4 separate regions of the Zea mays genome follow, and all the other regions are linked to region 1. A link is a contact called in public Hi-C data. All regions are on one chromosome and are shown on one strand. The core of a region is the stretch at or near the end of the contact, and the rest is flanking DNA. Distances in the headings are between cores, read along the strand shown.

Region 1 (6,249 bases), core at 2,461-4,960:
CATGCAGTTTCAAATGTTATTGGAAATGATCCTGAACTTTATTTTATTGGTGATTGTTCTAGGGATCATTCAGTAGTTGATTAGCTGACGGTTTACTGGTGATTGTTGGGGGAGTACTTGAGCGTGTGATCTAGATGGGCGTCCTGAATGATTGCTGGTAACTCACCACGGTGAGGTATGATTTATTATTAATTCATATTTGCAACAAGGCAACATATCCTATTAGCTGGAGACTGAGCTAGCTAATTGTTAAGAGAGTTTGAGTCTCCAGATGTGAACAAACTCTCTGTAACTACTTGGTTCAGTATTTTGATCGACATCAATAAGATTTTCTTGATTATAATGTTTGTTCGACATCATGAAAATCTAGCGACTTCCTGCTCGATTTTCTGTATAATAAATACTATGAGACGATGCTGGTGTTTCATAAGATAATCGTGCAACTCATGAAAATCCAGGTAAAATATGTAGCTGACTATGGATGGCTTGATGCTATAATTTTAGCCATGTTTGCCTTATGCGTGTGATTCAAGTAGTATCCGGTGTGAATTATTTTAATGTTTATCTTCAGCACATTTTATTTACAAAAGGTTTTCCAACACTGTGTATCTGTTTGATGTCTTTGTATGTGCTTTGAATTTTCAACCAAGACACTATACATGTGCTTTGAATTTTCTTATCACGTGCTTTGCTTATTTCATCTGATTGTCTTGTATTTTAGAAAAAAATGAATTCACGATAAACAATTCCCTTAGTTATAAAAAAGCTTGAGTGTTGTCCTGTTTCTTTGAAGGCTTCACGTTGCTTTAAAATTTTGATAGCTAGAGGTGTTCCTTTACTTTGTGTACTCAGTGTTGGTCATCATTTTCCTGTCTGGTTGCATTGCCTCTTCTTGTTATTCTTGCAGTCAGCGTGAGCGAGGTCGAGGCATTGTACAAGCTGTTCAAGAAGATCAACAACGCCTTCGTCGATGATGGGTTGATTAACAAGGTCAGCAACGGGTGTCTGGTTCACTGCTTGGTTCTTATGTAATCTCTTATTAATCTTTGTGGCATGTGCAGTGTGGATGGTCTTATTAGTATCAGTCCCGTCGGTTGATGCTGCCTCTTGGCACATTGTTCGACTGTTCTCATTTCATTGGCACTTGAAATGACTTTAAACATTTTTGCCTCCTGTATCGGTTTTCCTTTTTGCCTATACAACTAGAGGAACCTATCCTGGTAACCACATTTTTTATCACTTGATCTATCCTTGTAACAATATGATCTTTTGTTGTGGAATTCACACATGATGCTGTCTCATTTTAAACTTTATGCTTCATTGAGAGAACCTTGATCGTTCTACTCTACCATATAGTCGGCTATGTTGAAAAAGATTGGGTTGCCACCGAAGCCGTTCATATGAGGCACCACCTACGTGGTGGGTGCATCCCAGTGTCAGGGTTGTTATGTTCATTTCTCTTGTTTTTTCCTGTTGCAGTGATGGTATTCTGAATAGATGTGCACCCCTCCTTTTGTTGTTTTATTAATTCGAAGCTTAATTTGGCTCTTCTGAATTTTTCATTCAATTGAAAGGTCAACTTCATTAACATTACGATCTCAACAAGATTTGTGTTAACTTTTGTGTATTTGATTTAATATGTAGTATCATTGCCAAAGATGTGGAGGCTTGTTCTACAGCAGTTGTACCCAGCAAAGGATGATATTACGTGGACAAGGTGATTCACCTATTAGAATTTGTGATCCTTGCAAAAAGCTTGAAGAACCAGCACACTACGTATTGAGATTTGTGGCAGGAAGTAGCTTTAGTTATGTACATAACAGAAATTGAGATTGACAAGCATCATGTCCAATCATGTCCAACTGATATAAATAGTGAAATTAGTAATGGATATGTATTTCATGTTGAAAATCCCCGCTATTTAAAATAATATGAAATACATTAATTTTCTTAACCTTTTGTTTGCTTTGCTTAAAGTTTGTTTTCATGCATTTTCTTCTTTATTTTCTTAACCATAAAACACATTATACATACACATTAATTCTCATGTAGATGATCTCAACATCGAAGATGCAAATATTATGCCATTCAAGTGCATACAAGATCATCAAATAAAAATCGGTCTAAAAACACAAAAGGTACTCCACTAGGTTCGATAGCAACCCATAGATTTGTATGGTCTTCGTAGCAACCCACGGGTACTCCACTAGGTCCGATAGAAAAATGACTTCTAATAATATCTATCCCTCGCGTTGCATAGTAGAAAACACAGATTTATATGATTTCCGTAGCAACGCACGGGCACTCAACTAGTAGATGTTTATGTACTCACTCTAGTATGTATGTATTTGAGTAGTTTGATGTGGAAACAAGATCTTAGTATGATCTGACATCGTAACTAAAGATTAAAACAAGCCCCTTCGTCACCACTAAAGATTAAAGAATCGCGGAGAGAAAGGAAGGAGGTAAAGAAGCTACGAGCAAATGGCGGGATCCATGCTGCATGCAGGCAGCTCGTCGTCTTTCAGCTTTAGCAGCAAAGGATGGTCCTCCGGTCCCCCTCTCTCCCTCCCTCCTGCATGCATGGCTGCCGGACATATCTGCGTTTTACAGTAAAAGAAAGAAAAAAAAGAACTGCTCGTTCATGTATATAGTCGCAGTAGCAAGCAGCCAAGCACGTACTCCTGCTGGGACTCCCCGTTCCCTTGCAACCCAAGTTTGGGCGCCGATCGACCGACCGACCCTTAACTCCGGGCCCGGGGATCACGTGACGTGAGCGCTAGAGGCCTACCGTGCCGCCGGCACGCTTTGCCCCTGGGCCCCAGCCCCCAGGTCCGGTCCCGACTCTTCTGACCCAGTCCGCCGCCGCACTGGTTCTGCCACGTGGCCACTCGTTCACATCAAATTAGAGCATGCAGACGAACGTGCACCGCCGGTGAGCCCACCCACCCATCCATATCCATGTGCGCGGTTACGTGTGCAGCCCACCCCGCACCAGGCCAGCCGGCTGGCCATCCTCACGAGCACGCAGCAGAGCAACGAGAAGGCCACACCCACGCCACATGCGCTGCCTGTCTGCCCAACCGACGGTCTACGAACGAAAGATGTAACTAAAGATGTTGTTTTTTAATCGTGCTTGAAGATCTAATTTAAAAAGGTCGCCTTTTTTACCGAACATGTAAAAAAACATACATCATCGTAATTAAGTTAGAAGAATTTTAGCATATAAACGGCACATCGCTGACAGACAAGCCACGCACGAGTCTACAAGATCTTGTAAGAGCACCGTCGGGCGTGACCGGGACGGTGCGCCGACGGGCAACGATGGTCCTGGACTCCTGGGTCTCCTGACGCACGGTCGACGCCGGCGCGGTCCTGGCCCTGCATGGGGCGCCACCATCGCCGCGTCGTCGCCATCACACACGATATCGGGTTTGATCGGCCGGGCCGGGGGGCTACGGCGTGGACGCCAGCATCATGATCATGATCAGCTCCGGCGACGGATCCTCTGCCCGGTCGAGATCCAGACGGCTGCAGCATTCAATCTAGTTTGGTGCGGGCAGATCGTGCCATCATTCCTCGGTACTCCCTCCCGCGACCAGCACAGTGACGCACCTCGCAGTCGCAGAGACACAGCTTTGGCAACGAGGTAAAGTCGCCTCGCCGCCGGGCAGCTGCAGCTGCATGCACGTGCCCCATTCTAGCTCAGAATGCTAGCGGACGCGAGGACAAAACCGTCAATGCATGCCACACCCACACTGCCACCAGCCCACCAGTGCCACTGCCACCCTCTCTACTATAATCTCTTTCAGAAGCTCGTCACCACTCACCGAGCACTGTCGTCCACTCCCCGCGTCCCGCCCAAGCAAAAAAGCAAAGCCTGCAATGGCATCTGCAGCCACCGCCGTGGCGCTCGTGGTTGTTGCCGCCCTGGCCTCGCTGACGCAGCTGGCCGCGTCGGAGTGCTCGGCGGCGGACCGCGACGCGCTGCTTTCGATCCGCGCGGCGCTGTCGGAGGAGGAGCGGCAGCTGGGCGTGTTCTCGACGTGGGCGGCGGGCACGGACTGCTGCGCCGGGTGGTACGGCGTGGCCTGCGACCCGACCACGGGGCGCGTCGCGGACCTGTCCCTCCGCGGGGAGGCCGACGACGCGGTGATGGCGCCCGCGGGGCGGCCCGCGTCGGGGGTCATGTCCGGGTACGTCTCCGACGCTGTGTGCCGCCTGGACCGCCTCTCGACGCTGGTGCTGGCGGACTGGAAGCGGATCTCGGGGCCCATCCCGGCCTGCGTCGCCACGTCGCTCCCGTACCTCCGCGTCCTGGAGCTCCCGGGGAACCGCCTCACGGGCGCCGTCCCGCCGCTGGGCGGCGGGCAGTCGCGCCTCGCCGTGCTCAACCTCGCCGGCAACCAGCTGTCCGGCGGCATCCCGGCGTCGCTCACGTCGCTCACCGAGCTCAAGCACCTCGACCTCGCCGGCAACCGGCTCAGCGGGCGCGTGCCGCCGGACCTCGGCCGGCTCCGGATGCTCAGCCGCGCGCTGCTGGCGCGCAACCGGCTGTCGGGCCCCATCCCGGCGTCGGTGGCGTCGCTGCCCCGGCTCGCCGACCTCGACCTCTCCGAGAACCAGCTGACGGGCGCGATCCCCGAGGGTCTGGGTGCCGGCCCCGGGAATAGCGGCGTGCTCACGACGCTGTACCTCGGCGGGAACCGGCTGTCGGGCGGCGTCCCGGCGAGCCTGCTTCGGAGCGGCGGGCTCGGGATGCTCAACCTCAGCCGGAACGCGCTGGGCGGCGGCGTCCCCGACGCGTTCACGCCGCGCTCCTACTTCATGCTGCTGGACCTATCGCGGAACCGGCTCACGGGCGGCGTGCCGCGGTCGCTGGCCTCGGCGGCGTACGTGGGCCACCTGGACCTCAGCCACAACCGGCTGTGCGGCACCATCCCCGCCGGCCCGCCGTTCGACCGCCTCGGCGCCGAGTCGTTCGTCGGCAACAGCTGCCTCTGCGGTGGCCCGCTCGGCAAGTGCACGTGACACCCCTAGCCCGCCCATACGCGGGAAGCATGTAGACATATTCGTGCGGCTTGGTTAACATGACATGCATCATGATGATTTCGCGGTGCTGCATGTGCCTGTCTTTTTCTTTCTTTCTTTTTATTTATCTTCTTTTATTTACTTTTTAAAAATGCTAGTGGTTTGTCCATGTGTCTGAACGAATGGAAGCAAAAATTAAGCTCGTGTGTGGATAATGCTCAGCCATGTCGTGTCCGTGATGTGTCGTTAGAGTCGCCGTCACGTTCACCCATCCCGAGTCTATCAGGCCCTTCGCTTCCGGGCCACGCTTGGGGTTTGTCCATGTGTCTGAACGAATGAAAGCAAAAAAAAAAAAGTGTGGTTAATGCTCAGCCTTGTCGTGTCCGTGCGTTATTTTACGCACACGTTCACCCATCCCGACTCCCGAGTCTATCAGCCCTTCGCTTCCTCCACCGCCCCCCACTCCTCCTCGTTGCTCTGCCATTGCATTTGTCTGTTCGTCATCAAGTGCGTGCTCAGCTCTCATTAATTGTAAAAATGCGGCCGTCCTACTCCACCGACAACGTAAATAAGGAGGTGTTTAGGATGACTACACTTTCTAGCTCTAGTGACTTATCAAAATGTCTTCTAAACATTTACCGTTTCAGCTTTACGATTTTCTGGAGCACCTAATAATCTGCTCCATTAACTCTACAAAATTTTCTGGAGCTAAACAGGGCCTAAATAACTAGCAGAGGCAGAGTTCAAATTCCAAGCAGGTCTCACTCAACAACCGACAGCTAGCGCGACCAGACTATGAATGGTTACTGCTGAGTGGCCATGCACTAGCTGTTGCTGGGTAATGTTAATCATGGACTATGTCTTAATATGTAGTTATTTAGTTGATGCTGGTAAAATTTCTTTACAGATCTGGCTAAAGTTTTAAAATTTCTAGTTTTTGTCTCTAATTAAAATGACAATCATTTCCCCCTTTTTTAAAATACTAGAGAGCTCGCCGAAGTCGTTGTTGTGAAAACTCTACGGAAGTCTGAAAACGCAATTGGTAGCCCATTTCGTATCGGCCACCAAGTCTAGCCCGATTCACTTCGAAAGCCCACATCAAGCTCCCAGTGCAGCCCAGTCCAGCCTTTCTCCGCCTCCCACAAACTACTCGTTTATCATCGGATGAGGTATCTTTGAAATATTACCTCAACGAGAGATTGGCCCTTGTCATGAGAG
Region 2 (6,249 bases), core at 2,456-4,955, 220 kb after region 1:
AGCAGAATGTGCCCCCTCAGTGCTGGCAGACATGAGTGTGGCTGTTTACCAGTATTAGCAAAACTGGTATTTTTTAACATCCTTAGTTTCAAAGAATAAGCAGTTCTTTTTGTTACTGCAAGTATATTTCTGAACTTTGCGAGTTCTTCATTATTAGGTGATGGAGCAGTGTGTAGCCCGTTTGGATGTTGCCATGTTCAATGCCATCCTACGTGAATCAGCAAGTGAGATACCAACAGACCCTATATCTGACCCAATTGTTGACCCAAAAGTCCTACCAATTCCAGCTGGTGATCTAAGCTTTGGGTCAGGCGCGCAGCTGAAGAACTCTGTACGTGCCTAATTTACTCGTTTTTTATGCATTACTACCTGTTCCTTTTTTCTGTTGTAATTGTTATGTGGCTGTTTGTTAGGATGTAGCTTGCTAAGGAACAAAATTAGATACAAATACAGTTGGGTCTTGCTATTACACCTCACCCCAAACAATGAATTTATATGAAATAAAATGACTGCAGATTGGAAACTGGTCCAGATGGCTGACAGATAAGCTTGGCATAGATCATGATGATTCTGAGGACATAGGAGATGTTGAAGACGAAAGAAGAGCCGCAGCTGAAACGAAATCGTTTCAACTTCTCAATGAGCTAAGTGATCTCCTGATGCTCCCAAAGGACATGCTCCTTGAAAAATCTATCAGGAAAGAGGTCAGTGTTTGTGCATAGCAGCTGACAAACTACCACACTGCTTCCTCTTGTTACGTAACCATCAATTTCTGTCGCAGTTAAACATTCTGATGTCTTTCTTAGGTTTGTCCCTCAATTGGCCTTCAGTTAGTGACTAGGATCCTGTGCAACTTCACCCCAGATGAGTTTTGCCCTGATCCGGTTCCAAGCACGGTCTTAGAAGAGCTGAATTCCGAGGTTTGTTCCACTCGTTCTCTCTACTCCAGCCTTGCACACTACATCTTGCTGACAATGTCACTCAAATGCACTGATATACATATGCTATGCAGAGCTTGCTGGAGCGTCACGCCAACAAAGACGTGACCAGTGTGTTTCCGTGCACCGCTGCCCCTATAGTGTACCGCACACCTTCAACGTTGGACGCGGCAGAGAGAGCGGCAGACATAGGAGGTGGCGCGAAGCTGGACAGGAAAGCCTCAATGGTGCAGAGGAGAGGGTACACCAGTGACGACGACCTTGACGACCTGGATTCTCCCCTCGCATCCCTAATCGACAGGAGCGCCCCACCTTCTCCGTCGAACGGTTTGGCACACTTCAGTGCTGGGAGAGGAGTTTCCATGGAGAATACAAGATACACGCTCCTAAGAGAAGTATGGGGGCTGGAGCAACGGTGATGGATGATGACGAGCCTGTAAAACCTAAAATCTCTTCTACTGCCACCCAAATGAGAGCACAAGAAGGCCTATTTGTGTGGGGTCTTCAGCAATCTCTACAGTAAAAATGCAACACTTCCTTGTACTGTACATTCCCACGATCCTATGTATCTTAGCTCTTTTGTAGTATATAGCAGCAAAAGAGGGTGTCGGCAAAGATACAGATACAGTATTGAGTTAAAATTCTATAATGATATGACATTCTCTTCACCTACCAATCTGATGGGCACTTGAGACGCTTACCTTTGAGCTGTCGCCACTATTCTTAACATATCAGTGTATGTGTGTGTATGGTGATGGGCCAACGGAAACCAGTCGCAGTCGGATGGCGGCCGCCGACGGTGACTCCCCAGCTGCTAATGCTGCTTTGCACCGACGGTGGCACCCCATCTGCTAAGGCTACTCTGGATTGCGCCCATCTATCAAGTTCAATGCAGCTTGATGTGCCCTGATCAAGTTCGCTGAAGGTGTCTTCTCCCCCCAACCAAAACCCCACAACATTTGCAGCCAGCTGCCACCAGGAGAGTGATGGCTGATCAATTAGGATTCCCATCACAATAGAGTACTACTGTACTAGTGAACAAAAGGTCCTCACAGCACACCTAAACAATTTAGCGAAGCCTGTCGGATATATGTTCCAGCTAAGGGCTAGTCTGGCCCCCATTTTCCAAAGGATTTCCATTTCCCAAGTGAAAATGAACTAATTTCCCTTGAAAAAATAGAAATCCTTTGGAAAAATAGGTTAACAAATTAGCCCTAACACTAAAGAGAGAATTCACCCTGCCATTGAAATGGGGGATTCCAAGCCATCACAGGGCGAAGTTGCTAAAACCATACTGACAAGTTATCCAAGGAACACAACTTGATAACGTAAACACCACACATGGAGATTTCCAAACTTGTCCCATGAGCAGCGACTTCCCAGGGGGCGATAATGAAGAAAAGGATGCAGCAGCAATGAAAAGAAAACTAGCCATGCAATTCTGTTGCGGAAATAGACAACTTTGTGAATACAAAAGGTTTTGCTGTTGCAAATACAAACTAGGAACTCTCTAAAGATGTAGATAACGCGACAGCTTAATCGGTATCGTCAACGACCTTGGTCCCCAGCCCTTTCAAGCCCTCGGCGGGGATCTCCGCGACGGTGACAAGGGAGTAGAGCTCCTCCTTGGCATCCTCCTCGTCGTTCCTCTTGCGGGCGATCCTCACACGAACCCTCCGCGGCACGCTCCTGATCCCGCTGCTCCAGATGTGCTTGTTGAGCTTCACATCAATCCTAATGTCCGTGGTGCCCATGGCCTTCTGCGCAAACTTCCTGATCTCCTTGATGGCGTTGGGTGCCTTCTTCTTGAATGTGCTGCCAGACATGAGAAAATGTTGGTAAGAAGTGGGATCGCGGCATTCAGTAACCTTCAATTACAGTAACAGTACAATGTCAAGCAGGAACGAGAGGTCATGCAGATAACAGAAGACACTTGGATAAGCATTCAGCAACTGAAAAAAACACATTGGATCAAAGCAGCCAACCTTCTAGTCATGCTTAACAATTTGAGTATACTCATACATAGACAAAGCCAAAATCAATGAAATGCACACTATCTCATTAGTCATGATTCATGAGGTTTCTAAGCCTTGCATGGTTTGTTAAAAGCAAACTCTAACAGTCACTAGAATTTTACCTGATAAGAATGTTAATTGAGCATATACAGGCTATATCTGCCTTCTCAATATAGGTTCATCAATTCCTAACTGGCAGCAAATTTTGCAATTCCAAATGGTAATAAAGGGCGGAGCTAGATGCCTATTACATTTACCTTTCGACAAACTAATTAGCAAATGAAATGAGGAAAATACCAAACCAGTGCCGCTACAAATACTACAAACCACAAGCAGGCAAGGTCATCGTACTGTTTCATCTCCTCGTGCTCCTAAGCAGAGTACGAATAGTATATAACTGATCACACAGAACATACACTAGTTGAGCCAGATCTCGTCTACGAGTAGTATCGAATAGAAAAAACCATCCGCTACCGCGCCTAAATACTATCAGCAGCGAGACGAAGAATCTCGCAAGCGAGCCAGATCTCGCAGCGAGAACAGTGTGCAGCCCCCGCAGCAAGGTGGCCAGAGGGAGAAGTACCAGCCGTGGAGGCGCTTGTGGAGGTTGATGGTGTACTCCCTGGTGACCACCTCCTCCTTCCTCGACGCTCCTCCCTTCCCCTGCGACATATCTCCTCTGCTCCGGGTGCGGGTGGGCGGATTCCGCTGGGTAGTGTGGTGCGGTGTTGTGTTCCGCGGCGGCGCGAGAGGAAAACCCTACCGGATACTGGGGTTGCATTTTATATGAGCTGCCCACAGAACGACGTGGCTACATGGGCCGGATGGTGTGCTAGCCCATTCATGCGCCCATTGCTCGGTCCCCGTGGCCCGTGGGCTGTATGTGGCTTAAATGTCACCTTCTAATTGGCATCTAGACATAGTGCTGATTTTAGCAACTGGGATCCAAAAATAGGCGCTAAACCAAATTAGCGAACATAAAAGCATATACAAAATACATCAATTATTGTATAAATCAATTATTGTATAAAATACATGAATTATTGTATAAATCCACTAAAAGACTACAACGAATTCTAATTTGGGAATACTTTATTGTATTAGATTTTTAGATAGTGAGCTTTATAATTATATTAGATAGACACACAACATAAAAGCATAGAGTCTCGACATGGGTCGCAAAAGAAGATTTGTGTGAATGATAGATACATTAGACTACATTTATTGATAGAAAATTTAATGGGTCTTAAACTTCAAGACCTCTTTACAATCGATTTTGTATCGTTTTGATAATTTCACCTTTAGCTTTGATTAGGGCACACCACACCTCGTGACAATCGGAATTTGTATAACTTTCTACACCCGTAAAAGGTGCACAGGCCTGGTATGCCTGGAGCTAGCAAGTTGGAACCATATAGTTGCATAATCATCGCAAAATAATAGCTATCACAATGATAGTCTTCATGTGCTGCTAATAGTTGATGACTTATTTGATCTGATCGGGACTGGAATATTCACAACCATTGGACGGGGTGCAGGCAGGTGGTCATGGAGGATGCAGCCCTTCTGAATTCGGATCAATAGCCAGCCAGGCGTGGGTCTGCGCGATGGGGAAGGCTGGTTCGAGCCCCCAGACCTCTGCAACCACAACCAGCCTGCGTATTGCACACAAACACTTCCATCTATAAGAGAACAAGGCGAGCAACCCATGCATTCTGATGTGCAATTACACGTGGCATCTTCCTCTAAGTATTTTGCAAGTTGCAACAGAGTACATTTATGAAAGGTGCCTTACCACTCGTGCAGCAAAAGGTAGCATCCTCTCCGGTGGCATGCTGGTGCATAAACCTAGTCCAAAAGAACAAAATTTATGGCCAAGTAGTAAAGATCTCAAAACTGACTCAGGAATCACATTTGCAACTAAACAAAGTACTCCTGGTTGAGACCACATCACCACAAAGAAACAACAGTAGGATACAAGCAGGTGATGCGATGTGTTTGTTTTCGGTATCGTAATGTTCTGCACTGGTTACTATGATAATGTAAAGAGCGTTATGTAAGAGGAACTTCAACAACTTAGGTACGGACCATTATCGATATAACACAGGAAAGTAATTGCTTAGCTTGCCACAACTGATTTCAGAAAAAAAGGAAGTTGACTAGCTTCACCAACAAAATAGAAGCACTAATAAATGGAAGAACCAGTTTTTGCAGCAATATGTGGCGTGGAAAAGGAAACATTGCACACTGACCATATAGAACTGCTCCAATGAATGCATCTCCAGCGCCAGTTGTATCTACGAGTTCACCAGGTGGTATAACTTCGGCCGTACCTAGAAGTAACCTGCCACTTATCGAGCTTACTCCATCCGCGCTTATTCTCAAGTTTGACTGAAAACAAACAGAAGCTTAAAGAAATGGGTTAGAAAAATAATATTCAAAATTGCGAGCATGAGCCATGAATATCATACATATTGCCGCTGCTATACTCCAAAAAAATGTGTTAGTCTAGAAGCAGAGATTTTGATGTGTGTGCTGCTCCATATTTCAATTTTAATTTTCAAACAAAAAAAAACGTGTATTGCAGCTCCTACAGTGCGATTATATCTGTACATATAGTTCAAGTTGATAGAGGAATATACCTATGTGTGGAAAAAAATACACCCAGCCCATGTGCATTATAAGGCATCATACCTTGGAAGCAACACATTTTGGTATAGTAGAACTCTGATCAATGCTCTTCTCTAGTGATTCGAATAAAGCCTCTGCATCTATTTCCCCTGCCTCAGAAGCATCTGCAACGTGTTTTTTTCCAAAAAAAAAGAAAGAAAGAAATATATCACTGGATCCTTTGTCGACTGAATACATAATCCCCTATATCCATGTCTTATCTCAAATACTTAGCTAACATTAACACACAGAGCAACGGAAGACTAACCTGTACTGCTTCTCTCAAGCATCAAGCAACCTTTCTCCCCCAGAGTTACAATAACAAATTTGATGTTTGGTAACCTTGAAAGCATGGATACTAAAGCAACAGGTATTGATGAGGCTCCTGTCCAAGCCTACAAATTTAGATCAGTTGGAAAGAATATATCACTAATCAACAAGAACCACAGAACTGAAAGTGCAAAACATATGCAGAAGGACAAAGCCTTTAGTGTTCTAAAAGCCTAAAATATCCAGCACAAGGAAATTCTGTTGCTACTTGCTAAGCAAAATATCCAGCACAAGGAAATTCTGTTGCTAAGCGCCTGATTTGATTATGCTAATCCAACTCTAAGCTAGATTACGGT
Region 3 (6,249 bases), core at 1,964-4,463, 190 kb before region 1:
CAAATCTACTAAAAAAGTTCCAAAAAAATTGAAAAAAAACATGAATGTACATCTGTGTTTACCTCATCTATATACAAAATTTTTCATGGTCAAATTCATCTTGCTCTAGCAGTTACAAAAAAGACAAAAATTCTAATAATTAGTAATAGTTCAAATGCACCAAAAATTATCTTTTTTGTAACTGCTAGAGTAAGATGAATTTGACCATGAAATTTTATATATATATATATATATATATATATATATATATATATATATATATATATATATATATATATATATATATATATATATATATGAGGTAAGCTCATATGTACATTCATGCTTTTTTAGAATTTTTTGAAAGTTTTTTAATAGATTTGCACGGGGTTTGCACCAAAACGTAGTTTGCATTCAATATATTCCCTTAAAAAGGCATCTAAATATATTTTCGCGTATCCAAATATTTTATTTGGAATCATTGTTTCACAATCTTCTCTCTCTTATTTTTTAGGTTTTGTAACTTTGGAGACATTCTCTACGGTTTAATGTCCTTAGTTTTCTACCTAAAAAGAAGAACTGTCTCCAAAAATCACTAAACATAACATTGAGGTAATTCGTGTTTTTTTAGAGTTCATGGGTTAGATGTATAGTTTTAGAGCAGTAAAACCAGACTACGACAAAAGTTAATGAGAGAGAAATATATTGTTTCCCTTCCCTTTGCACATTGTATCGGCTTGTGTCTTTTTTTACTAACAACGACGGTTGTAAAGAAAATATTAAATGCACGTGTAATGCGCCGGTACACGATTATATTTAATAACCATAAAAATTAGGTTTAATATGAAGTGAACATTTGGTTCACATATAAGATACTAAATTGTTAGCAATAAATATCACATTTTATCTTAGCCAAAATGAGCCACACCTTTTTTATAGCTCATTTGGTCGTTCGAGTTCCTTCAGAAAGTGATGTGGTACTATATGAGAACGTTGTTCTGTGTGTGGTTTTTCTGTCGTGTTGGTGTAATATCTTATTTGGCCCATTTGTTACTGTTAGGTGAGGAAACTGTTAGCAACGATCTGGCCGCCAATCACTGCGTTGAGAACCGGCGGCGGTGCTCTCTGCACAGGCGCGGACGCGGCCAGTGGTCAGACGGTCCGTGACCTGGTACATGGCTTGGGTTCCCTTCCTGACGGGCAGGACGGTCCGCGCGTGCGCAGGGGCGGCGGAGTTCGTCGACGGCGCCTGAATCTCGCTCTCGGGAGGGACACCATTGGGAGAAGAGATTATAGGTGTTGTCTAGTGTCAGCAGGCCGACATAGACACCTCTAATCGACGTAGAGCCGAAGAGAAGCAAAGAATTTGGGGATTGAGAGGCTAAACTAGAACTACTCCTAATGCCTAAGGAAAAAACGAGAGATAAACTGATTATTGATTCGATTGATGATGTACAAATCGGTCGTATTCCTCTATATTTATAGAGGAGGGGGTTGGACTCGTTACAAATAAATCTCTCTACGCGCGCGCGGACCGTCCGACCTCGGGACCGGGCCGATCCATCCGCAGGTCACTTTTGGTGCCCAACAGAAACGAGGGAGAGAGATAGGTCATGACAGCCTACACACTTCATATGTGACGCACGACGTACGAGGCTGGTGTTTTAAAGTAGTAGAGACTAGTACAATGGTATGCACTGCAATACCACACAATAATATTTAATACCTATAAAAGGTTTAATATTAAAATCAACATATGGCCGATATATAAGATATTAACCGATAAGAGAAATATTACGCTTTATCTTAATTAGGAGGACAAAAAATATATGAGTTGAAAAGGGGGCATGATCTTATTTTATAGCTTGTTTGGTTGTTGATCTTTCTTTAAAATGGTACTAGGTGAGAGTGATGTCTTACGTGTGGCTCTCTAGTCTCTATCATATTGGGCTTGGAACCATGGTCATCCAGCCTATTAGACATTAAAGGGTGTCAGTTCAAAACAGATCTACGAAGGAGCCTGTCTCTTTAGATTGATTTGACCGTTGTTGCATTGCACTGCACCGACCCGAGGAATTGAAATGGAGCGTGCTGGCTAGGCCTTTGCCACGTTTTCGGGCCTATCAGCTACCTTGAGCGGCGAAACATGCTGCAGCTCGCGGGCAGAGCAGAGCGCAGGCCCACCGGCGTTGCAAACGGCAGGGACAAAGACCCGACGCCGACGACGCAGGCGCAGGCGCAGGGAGCCAGCGGCAGCGTGCTCCCATTGCTGCTTTCACGCGGCCGCGGCTCCTCCTGCTGCTGGCCTGCTGCTGCCCATTGCTTTGTGTTGCTTCCCCACTCATCACTCCACCAGTCCCAAGTGTCTCCTGTGTCCTGTCCACTCCCTCCCACGATGGCCCCACACGTCGCTCGGCCCATGCCGCCGTGCGTGTTCCCCGGTCCCGGCAGAAGGAAAAGGCTGCCGCCGCGTGCGTCGCGGTGCGCGCGCCCGCAACGAAACCGACGACGACCCCCCGGGCAGAGGCGTATGCATGTAGCCCAAGGAAGCAGTGGGGGCTAGATTTCCCCGTGCCTCGTTTTCTCGGCACTTGCGTCGGCAAGCATCTCCTTCTTCTCAGACAGACACACGGTGTTGGACCGACGATGATGACGGTCGGTTTCTGATCCGTTTCTCTCAGCTCCAACGCAGAGAAGGAGAGAGAGGAAGACAGCCAGACAGAAACTACACCGGAAGCACGCGAGGACACAAGACAAAGGAAAGCTGGAAAGGTACGGCTCGGCTTCATTTTTTACACAGTATATTTTCCCCCCTGGATATCCAGCGGAAACAAAAGCATACGTACAATGCCTTGTGAGCAAAAAGTCGTCAAGCACGCACAAAGCCACAAAGCCTGGAGTAGAGTACTACAGAGAGCCAAGGTGCTTCTATGCTCTCTAGTATCCCGTGAGCACAAATCTGATGATAGCAGAATGGAGAGGGGGTTTGAATGATGGCCCTGCCCTGCCTTAAGATGCACTCTTCCAATATTTCCCTACCCTAAAAACAAAACAGCCAACCAAAACCAGCCAGGAGTGACGGAACGGAACGAACCATTATTCCTTCCTTCCTTCCCCTCGCTGCCTCCGCCACGGCATCCACAGTATCTCGATCTCCACTACTACATTGATTTCCAGCCCCCCAATGACGAGAGCGCCCCCCCGCCGCCTCTGGCCAGCCGCAGTAATTGCAGCGCAGCCCAAGTGACCGGCCTTTGAGGTTTGACCCCGCGCCGGCGCCATGGCCGCGGACGCCACCGCCTCCGCCTCCTCCTCGTCCGCCGCATACCTCCCGACCTCGCGCCTGGACATCCAGGCCGCCGTCGCCAAGGCCGCCGAGCTGCGCGCGCTCCACGCCGCGCTCCTCCAGGGCGGCAGCAGCAGCGGCGGCGCCGCCGCCGCCGCGTCCAATGCCGGGGCCTACGCCAGCGCTAGCCGGAGCCCCGCCGTCATCCGCCTGCCGCCGGCCGCGTCGCCGGCGCCGGCCCCCCTGGCCACGGCCGCCGAGGACTACCCCGTGTTTGCGCCGGTAAGCGGACCGGCGAGCCTCTGAAACTTCTTGCACCAGGGAAGTGTTTGTGTGTCAGAACTCCAAAGGTGCCTCTTTTCCTGCCGGATCCGCGTGCCCTGCCTTTCCGTCATGCCGGTGTTTTCCGTAGATTTTGCGGCTGTTCGATTAGATGGTTGCGACAATGTTTTTTTGCGAGCGAGGCTACCTTAGGATTTCGAGGCGTAGGTTCCAGTTCGGTCGATGGGGTTTGGTTGGAGTCATGCTACAAGCCCAGAACAGCATAGGCGGGTACTCGGTTGCATTTCATTTTACTGAAGCAAGGCTGTAGGTCGATCAACCTCTACTGTCTAGGTGTTCCCGGCAACTCCCAACTAGATGGAGGAAAAAAAACCAAGGATTCGTGAAGATAAATCTCATTTTTTGGACTCCCAGCTGCCGAGGAATGAGCGTGGTTTTGCTACTCAACTTGTTTTCTGTCAGGATATAAGAACACCCTACTCATACGCTTTGGCGGAGCATGATGGGCCATTTCCTCGGCATTAGACTGAGCTTTGTTTAAGCTGTCAGGATGATGTCTGAAAAGGTTGTTCTGCTGCATAGTGGAACGTCATTACATTTTTTTAAAAAAAAACTAAAAATCCATGGTTTCCTGGACTCTAAAAATCGATGTGCTTGACCAATTGATTTTTAAGGGCAGCGTACCACAAGGGAGGATGGCCACAACCACAATGACCCAGAACTGGCCGGGGATGCCAGCTTACAAGTAGAGTGTACTGACTCACACTCGCAAACATGAAGAATCAATTGACCAGCATGGTGTTAGTACCATGCCTCCATTGAAATTACGAAAACATTAAATGGTTGTGTTCAATGTGTTGCCTGCTGCTGGTACAACATTTTCCCATGGATCGTGCACGTTTTGCTTCATGATGCTGTACTTTCGGTTTCCAGTTCGTGCTGTTTTAACATGAACCTTGCTGCTTGCTTTGATGAATTCCCAGACTTATGATGAAGAGCACTTGGGTGGAACGAACTACATTCGCCAAGATAACAGGAGCCTGTCCGAGAACTGGAGCGGCATCGGTTTGGACCATGATCATGATGGCCTAGAAGACGAGGTGGCGTTCTCGGATTTCGACAACCGCAACACCTTCTCTTCGTCGAACAGCGAGCTCCGTTTCTCTTCGTCAAATGAGCACCTGCGGAACAGAAAGGCGTGCAGAAACCACCCGTCGCTCCTTCCGCCCGCCCTCTCTGCCGACAGTTTGCTTAGGTCAGTCAGCAGGATGACGGACTCGACTGAATTTAAGGCCGTTACGACGTGCAATACCTGCAAGCCCGCAACGATCAGTAGGGACGACACCGAAGCTGCTGATGCCAGGTCCTTGAAGAACCTCAACAGCACCGCGCCGCTGTCAAACTCCCGGACAAGGCGCAATGGGCCACACATTCTCTCCTGGCTCTTACCGAAGTCAAAGAGGAAGCCAAAACCAGATGTGTCCCCAAACACCGTCGAATGCGAGAACATGTCGCAGCTTCTGAAGGACTGGGGTGTGTTCTCACTGGATTCCCTGAGGAAAGAGGTCGTTGAGGCCAATGAGCACAGGGACGCCGCGCTCCAAGAGGTATCAGAGATGAAACTATCACTAGGAGAGCTGACTGCCAAGCTAGTGAGCCTGGAAGCATACTGTTCGGAATTGAAGAAGGCTCTAAAGCAAGCGACGAGCGCGAAGAACATGCAGTCTCACTCAAAGAGATCGGCTAGGCCAGTTAGCGGGAGCAGAGACAGCTTCTTGCCCGTCAGTCACGAAGTTATGGTGGAAGGGTTCTTGCAGATAGTATCGGAGGCTCGTCTCTCCATAAAACAGTTCTGCAAGGTATTGATACAGCAAGTCGAAGATACTGACAACGGGCTATCAGATAAGCTAAATCTGCTCCTACGACCGTACCAGATCACGCTGAGTGACAAGCACCCGAAGCTAGTGCTGTACCACCTCGAAGCTCTGATGAACCAAGCGATGTACCAGGACTTCGAGAACTGCACGTTCCAGAAGAACGGGTCGCCCAGGTGCCTGGACCCGAAGCAGGAGCAGCAGGAGAGCTTCGCCTCGTTCGTCGCGCTGCGCAACCTGAGCTGGAACGAGGTCCTGAAGAAGGGCACCAAGCACCACTGCGAGGACCTGGGCCGCTTCTGCGACCAGAAGATGAGCTGCGTCGTGTCCATCCTGAACTGGTCGTGGCCGTGGGCCGAGCAGCTGCTGCAGTGCTTCTTCGTGGCGTCCAAGTGTGTCTGGCTGCTCCACCTACTGGCCTTCTCCTTCGTCCCGCCGCTGACCATCCTACGGGTCGAGGAGGACCGGGCGTTCGACCAGACGTACATGGAGGACGTGCTGCTGGACAAGCAGCGGTCACGGAATGGTCCGCCGCCGTCGTCGTCGCAGGTGAAACTCATGGTGACGCCTGGGTTCTATGTCCAGGACAGGCTGCTCAAATGCAGGGTGCTCTGCAGGTACAGCGGCTAGATCTCTATCGCTGATTGGATTGGAGGTGCTTCGAGTGTTCTTCTTTGACTGATTGTTAGTTATTAGTGTGATGCAGTAGTATCTGTTCTGCTAGGTTGCAAAGTGCTATACTGGGACGCCAGAATATCATTATTTTGACCCTTGGCATGCCCGTCAGCATCTCTGTAACATAAGAGAGTCATGTTGTGTAAGAAAGAT
Region 4 (6,249 bases), core at 2,091-4,590, 140 kb before region 1:
GAAGTCCTTGATTTGAATGTCCGAGACATCCAAAGTGTCTGAATTAAAACCCACCAGCAAACCCCCTGATCTACCATTAGGGGGAGAAGAAATCCACTTAAACAACTTATTACTGCTTAAAGACAGTAACCAGTTCTGCCCAAATTCTTTCTTATTAGTCTCTTGCAGACTAATGAAATCAATTTTTTCCTTGTTTATGAGTTCATGAATGAACTCAAATTTCCCGGGTTTGGCAAGCCCCTGGCAGTTCCATATTACCCCTTTCATTCAGATACTTGGTTGTCCCATTGATGACGCTTCAGGCATCTCCTATTATTAGATGTATATCTAATTTTTGGAGAACCCTTTTTTTTCCTCAGAGAATATTTTTTCTCTTTCTGTATTTTTTCTTCTTCTTTGGTGTTTTGTTCTTTTTCCCTTCTGATTCACTCTCTATCATCTCTTGGACAATTCTATCCATAATCGAAGGATCCTCATTCTCCACTAAATTACCAGCGAATTTATTATCAATATCATCAGCACCAACGTCTGGCATAATAGCCCTGGCACGTTCTTCTTCTAAGCACTTGATCATTTCTAAGTTATCTAATCTTTCATTATCATCTTTTCCCAGATTCACCCCAAGTTTGTTAGCTATATCAATCAGCAAGCTGTTTTCAGAATTTAAGATAGAGAAAGGGTTGGGGTTGTTACCTATGTTCAAGAAGGCATCCTTCGCTTCAGCTCTGTTGATGGCTTTGTCCGTAATCCTGGTATCTTCATTTGCCTCCAGTCTGCTACTTTTCCTTGTGCCTTCAACTTGATCTACCAACTTGGCTTTACCTTTTTTATCCTTACCAGTTTGTTGCTCATCTTGAACTTTGAGGAGTTCACCCTCATCCATCTCCAATTCCTGCTCATCCGCTATCTCAACACCCATTCCTTTCACAAAGTTGTTAAGCTCTTGGGAACTAAGAAGGTCTTCATCACTGTCTTCAAAGTCTACCTTCTCATTGTTTTCATCCCCCAGATTTTCCCCCTCTTCATTGCATTTGTCACATTCATTGGTTTGTGGATCTGTAGCAAACATTGCTTCTTTAAACTCAGAGGAAGATGTTTTCTGATTTACAGGAATCAGAGGGACCTTCCCACTTTCATGAATATCACTTTTGGGTTTTTTCCCTCCATTGTCACCCAAACCGAACTCGTTCGGCTGTAAATCAACAGAAGATCTCTTTCTCATACTAGCTTCTTCCTCATTCCATCCTTCAGTTTCTACCTTTTCCACCTTAAAATAAATGTCATATAAGAGATGCTTGACTCCTATCTCAATGACAGGTGGAATCCTCGCGATGCTCTTCACATGCACTTTAAATCTAACCATGTCATTGGATTTCAGAGCGGCCAGATCCACTTCTTCCACAGCTCCTAAAACCGAACCCAACTCACATATGGCTTGATAGTTCAACAATTCTTCAGGCACATTATCGGCCTTAATCCAAACTGAGTGCAATCTGGATTTAGCCAAAACCTGAGAGTTCCACACAGTTACTACAATCTTAACCCCTGAAATCTTCATCTTCAACTCAGTAAAGTTGGTCAGTTCATCAAGCCTGTCCTGTGATGGGAATTGCATCAGGAAACCAAGATGACACTTATCAGCTTTCCAGGGTCGTCCCCATGGAAAATGGAAGCTAAAATCCCTCTCCAGATCACCAGCAGACACAATCCCCTCCACAATTTTGACTAATCCCAACAGGCTCCTCTTTGTTTTTTTTGGAAATGTTCTTTCCAAACTGAGAGGAGTAAAAACTCAAACCATCTGCTGCCATTCCCACTAATGGCATAATAGGTTTGTTCTGTCTTGGCCACACACATTTCGCAGTTACATGAGTCTCTTTCATGCAGATATCACACCACAAAGCCCTAGAACAATCTCTGGCATGATGACCTTCATCACCGCATTTTTGGCAGAATGTGCGACGACTTCCTTCTACCTCCAGCATCCCAGGGAGAGTCGGGGATTTAGGGTTACCTGGGTTATTCATGTCACCAGATGATGATCCAATCACCTCTCCCTCAGATTTCACGTGTGAGGGTCGGAGTCGCCAGCTCATATTGCGGTGTCTTCCCCAAGCATTGGGTGGATTCCTCGCCTCCTTAGAGTTCCACCGATCCCACTGTGAGGGTTTCAGCCTTGGGTCCATCTTCTCTGAAGTTTCACCAGCGAGCTCACCCCCTCCCCCTCCTGGCTGAGGACCAAAGTCTGGCGGGCGGAAAGGGATGGATCGCCACCCTCCAGAGAAACTCTCCGCTTGTGGGTAGGCAGCGCCCACAGCGAAGCTAGAAGCACGGACAGGTGTTCTGGGGATCGAGCACCAATAAGATCAAGAGGAAACCCTACCTCGTTCAACTTGTTGCCAGCCTTCTGGGCTGCGATCCACCCCCTGGAGATGGAGCCCGAGTCGAGACACCTTGGCTGCCCCTTCCTCGGGTCATCCGCTTTCACGGCCCATCCATGCTCTTCAGGAATCCACGAACCAGGCCGATTTCCCCCTGCGTTGCTCTTTTGCGAATTTGTCCAGGGAGAATGAGATTTTCTGCTCGCCGGCTTCTGGGCTTTGCGTGAGAGCCCCTGCAACCCAGGTGGAGGAAGAGGTGGTGGGGGAGGGAGGGGCGCGGGAAGGAGGGGCGTCAGGGGAGAGAGGGGCACAGGCATCTCCCTCGTGTTTCGCAGGTGCAGGCTGGAGCGGGAGCTGCGGGAGGAGATCAGGAGGAAGCCCAACCGCTTCGCTATCTAGAGTTTGCTCATGTCCTTTCTTCTCTCGGCGGCGGGGGAGATGGCGCCTCCGCGGCCCTCGTGGCCATTTGCGAGCGCAACGAGCCGGCTGTGGGACGTGGATTTCCGGTAGCCGGTGGACGGCGTGATGAGCGAGGAGGAACCGGGGGCGGGGATTCCGATCTGCGCGCCTCGGCGTCGCTCGCTCGCTTGCGTGGGTGGCGAGTGGCTAGCTACCTAGGTGTGCGTGTCGTGTTTATATATCGGCCATTTATGGGAGGTTGAGTGTGTTGCCATTTCAGAAGAAAGAGGAGGCAGCGCAATCTATCTCTGGGTATGCAGGACAGGACAGGTGCTCAATACAGGGGAGGACCGCGATGGCTGGACTGGACCCGGCACACTCGCTTCGAGCGACTTTTTGTTTTGGTGCCCCTCTTCCTCATTCCGTGGCTGCTCGACGTGAACCGTGTCCAGAGCAGTCAGCTGGCCCACTCCACATTTTCCCGTAGCGACGAACCCGGGAGCCCATCACTGCAGCACAAAGCAGTTCGGACCGAAGGCCCACGGCCCGTTTCCCTTCCGCCTTATCCCTCCGATCGCTGTCGGATTATTCGAGAGCAACAGATGGAGGCCGGCCTGCGCGCGCTAGGCCACCGCTACTTCGGCGGCGGCGGCGGTGGCCTCGGTGGGTTCGCGGCCGCGCGTGCCACCCGGCTCCGGCGCCAGCGCCAGCGCCGCATGGCCGCCTTCTGCTCCCGTGAGTGGCAAGGGATTCCCCCACTTCCCCCCTCCACTTCCTACCGCTCCGGCGTGTCTGTGTATCTGACGTCCCTCCCCACGCTCGCAAACGTCTCTGCAGTCGCTGTTAATGGAGATGGGAATGGCGCCGCGGGTGGCCCCGTGGGGAGCGGCGTCGAGGTGGCGCGCGCCAGGAGGATGCTCCATGTCGTGCTCGTCTCGCCGCTGGTAAGTGGTAGTAAGTACTAACTGCTGCCTTAATTTTTTGAGGTTTCAGCTCTCTCGTTCATGTGGCCGACTGCTGTTCTATCCTATTGATGCAATGGGATGCGATATATAGTCTGTCTTCCATTTTGAGCTCGAATTATACGGTCACTGGTTGTATAAGAAGAGTTGGGAGTGGCGCACTGCGCCTTGTGATGATATTGTCTGTTCAACTTCCCACGTGTGAGGATGCCTAAATCTGATAGATTCGGTTCATCATACGGAAGAGAATAACTCTAACCCTTGTATGATCTGTCGGCATACAAATAAATATAGAGATAGAGAGAGGGGGTCTAGTCTAATCTGTTTTTACAGACACAGAACGGCACTCTACTACTTTAAATCGTACACCACATGAACAATACCATATAACATGTGTTGAATGGATAATACAAGATATCCTAATCTACCTGCTGTTTTGCTCGGTGGACAATAGGTTGAAGCCAGAGTTAAAGTTTGGTTGGGGTGAGTGGGTAAGCTAGTAACCAGTGGCGAAGCCAGAGTTAAAGTTTGGTTGGGGGGGGGGCAAACTAGATTGAGAGGGGCCGCTAGAGGGTATTTTGCGTTATTTTTAGGGTGATTAGCTAAGAAATTTAATGATAATGACTTCTATAAAATTAGGAAAGGATTAGGGGAGGACATTGCCCCCCTCTGCCTCTCTCTGCCGTCGGCCCTGCCAGTAACTATATATTTGCCGTGCAATACTACCTGGATTAAGGCATGCCATACTAGTGTTGCAAACTAGTAACTAGTTGCAATATAACACTATTAACTTGATTTTTTGACTTGCTTATGCTGTCGTTACTGAATTATGGGTGACTACTTCACAGATACCAGGAAATACAGGGTCCATTGCAAGGACATGTGCAGCATCTGCAGTTGGCCTGCATCTTGTCGGGGTAAGGTTAGTCTCTGGATTATTTTCTGTGTTATTTAGTAAGGGGTTCTTGATGCAGCAGCATCTTTCTTGCCCCATGTCTTTCATCCATCTACAGTGTTTTGTTGTTAACTGAAACATGCCTGGTTTTTCTCCTTCCAGCCATTAGGCTATAAGGTAGACGACACGAAGTTGAAGCGCGCGGGATTGGATTATTGGCCGTATCCTTTGCTTGGATGTATATTTTATCAGTTATATATTGGGCCCCCACCTGAAATATAGGTCCAGTAGGACATTGATATTGTCTACAACATGGTAGTTTGATGATTGAAGGGCGGGCCTGGTGCAGCGGTAGAGCCTACCATCTGTAACCGGAAGGTCCCGGGTTCGAGCCCCAGCCTCTACATATTATGCGGGTAAGGCTTGGCGCTTAAAGATACCCTTCCCCAGACCCCACACAGTGCGGGAAGCCTACGGCACTGGGTACGCCCATGGCAGTTTGATGATTAATAGATATAAAAAATGCTATTTGAAATAGAAAGAATTAGTCACTCCGTTCCGAATTATAAGATGTTTTGGTTTTTCCCCTAGATATGTTGTTTTTAATATAAAGGGCGTACCAGTGCCGTAGGCTTCCCGCACTGTGCGGGGTCTGGGAAAGAGTATCTTTAAGCGTCAAGCCTTTACCCGCATAGTATGCAGAGGCTGGGGCTCGAACCCGGGATCTTCCTGTTACAGACGGTAGACTCTACCGCTGCACCAGGCCCGCCCTTCCATATGTTGTTTTTAATATGCACTTAGAAATTAGACGTCGGTGTTCTTCCTTAAACGCTGCCTTTAAGATACGTTGTTGTCAAGATTCATGACTCTTGGGACCACTTCTGTGATTATTTCATGAAACAGGTGATGTTGGATTATCCATTATTCTCCCGTATATTTAACTGCCGATTACTTTTCAGCATCATCACGTTCTTTTGGCCCCATTAGGAAGGAGATAAAAGGCTGTTGGCGTTCACCAAAAGAGGCACACACATCCATTCAGTAAGTAGCCGCTGCTTCTTCAAGTAGGACTGTAGTATATCCTCGCCGTCGCCACAATGAAAACTGTCGCTGTGGGTATATCTGAACTAATCTGCAATTCCGAAGATTTTCTTACGGAAATGGTACACATTCACTTGGTTAATGTTGTCCCGTGTTTTGAAATTAGGATTTCTCCTACAGGCCAGGGGACTGGCTAGTCTTCGGTTCCGAAACAAAAGGGTTGCCTCAGCAAGCCCTCGAGGATTGCTGCAGAGAAGGCCTAGGCGGCGGGACCCTCCGGATTCCCATGGTGGAGACCTACGTCCGGTGCCTGAACCTCTCCGTCAGCGTCGGAGTCGCGCTGTACGAAGCCGCTAGACAGCTGAACTATGAACAGCTTCAGTACCAGCCTGATGAGCTCCCAGAGGAGGCGCAGGAGCTTTTCCCGGCAGAGGACATTTATGCGTGAAAACCTCTGCCCGAGAACAATTACACGTTACACGCATTGATCACCTCATTTTTGTGTGTGTGTGTGTGTACTGTTTGCCGTGACACATGATTGAGCTGGAGGGACCACGCACTGCACGATTCT

What was found. Hi-C and Micro-C count contacts between places; a contact is called where the count stands out from the background.
Region 2: a Hi-C map of leaf shows a contact between it and region 1, with 4 times the contacts expected there. The contact joins the promoter of LOC100276690 here to the promoter of LOC100284303 in region 1. A contact is called at or near these places in 12 of 25 Hi-C or Micro-C datasets (bundle sheath, ear, endosperm and 3 more) and 2 of 3 datasets of contacts at active chromatin or transcription factors (leaf and seedling).
Region 3: a Hi-C map of root tip shows a contact between it and region 1, with 2.7 times the contacts expected there. The contact joins the promoter of LOC100272615 here to the promoter of LOC100284303 in region 1. A contact is called at or near these places in 4 of 25 Hi-C or Micro-C datasets (bundle sheath, leaf, root tip and 1 more).
Region 4: a Hi-C map of tassel shows a contact between it and region 1, with 2.9 times the contacts expected there. The contact joins the promoter of LOC103641996 here to the promoter of LOC100284303 in region 1. A contact is called at or near these places in 2 of 25 Hi-C or Micro-C datasets (ear and tassel).

The regions. Positions count from the first base shown.
Region 1 is chr1:192,077,997-192,084,245 of Zm-B73-REFERENCE-NAM-5.0, reverse strand. It overlaps LOC100284303 (polygalacturonase inhibitor 2), which reads left to right and starts at 3,710. Exons shown (of 1, transcript NM_001157198.2): 1 at 3,710-5,118. The coding sequence starts at 3,745. The coding sequence ends at 5,031. It overlaps LOC103645140, which reads left to right. Exons shown (of 6, transcript XM_020542972.2): 5 at 908-990; 6 at 1,062-1,079. The coding sequence ends at 1,079.
Region 2 is chr1:191,856,353-191,862,601 of Zm-B73-REFERENCE-NAM-5.0, reverse strand. LOC100276690 (60S ribosomal protein L31-like) reads right to left here and starts at 3,705. Exons shown (of 2, transcript NM_001291563.2): 1 at 3,537-3,705; 2 at 2,241-2,753. The coding sequence starts at 3,625. The coding sequence ends at 2,474. LOC100273018 reads right to left here. Exons shown (of 11, transcript NM_001147468.1): 7 at 5,892-6,018; 8 at 5,648-5,748; 9 at 5,206-5,344; 10 at 4,749-4,801; 11 at 4,161-4,608. The coding sequence ends at 4,531. LOC100382159 reads left to right here. Exons shown (of 8, transcript NM_001366774.1): 4 at 1-66; 5 at 158-331; 6 at 516-704; 7 at 807-920; 8 at 1,013-1,614. The coding sequence ends at 1,357.
Region 3 is chr1:192,264,945-192,271,193 of Zm-B73-REFERENCE-NAM-5.0, reverse strand. LOC100272615 reads left to right here and starts at 3,213. Exons shown (of 2, transcript NM_001359663.1): 1 at 3,213-3,547; 2 at 4,531-6,249. The coding sequence starts at 3,260. The coding sequence ends at 6,051.
Region 4 is chr1:192,214,418-192,220,666 of Zm-B73-REFERENCE-NAM-5.0, reverse strand. It overlaps LOC103641996, which reads left to right and starts at 3,340. Exons shown (of 7, transcript XM_008665309.3): 1 at 3,340-3,515; 2 at 3,618-3,724; 3 at 4,591-4,659; 4 at 4,800-4,858; 5 at 5,480-5,540; 6 at 5,625-5,678; 7 at 5,845-6,249. The coding sequence starts at 3,383. The coding sequence ends at 6,126. It overlaps LOC109943479, which reads right to left and starts at 3,034. Exons shown (of 2, transcript XR_002749676.2): 1 at 2,384-3,034.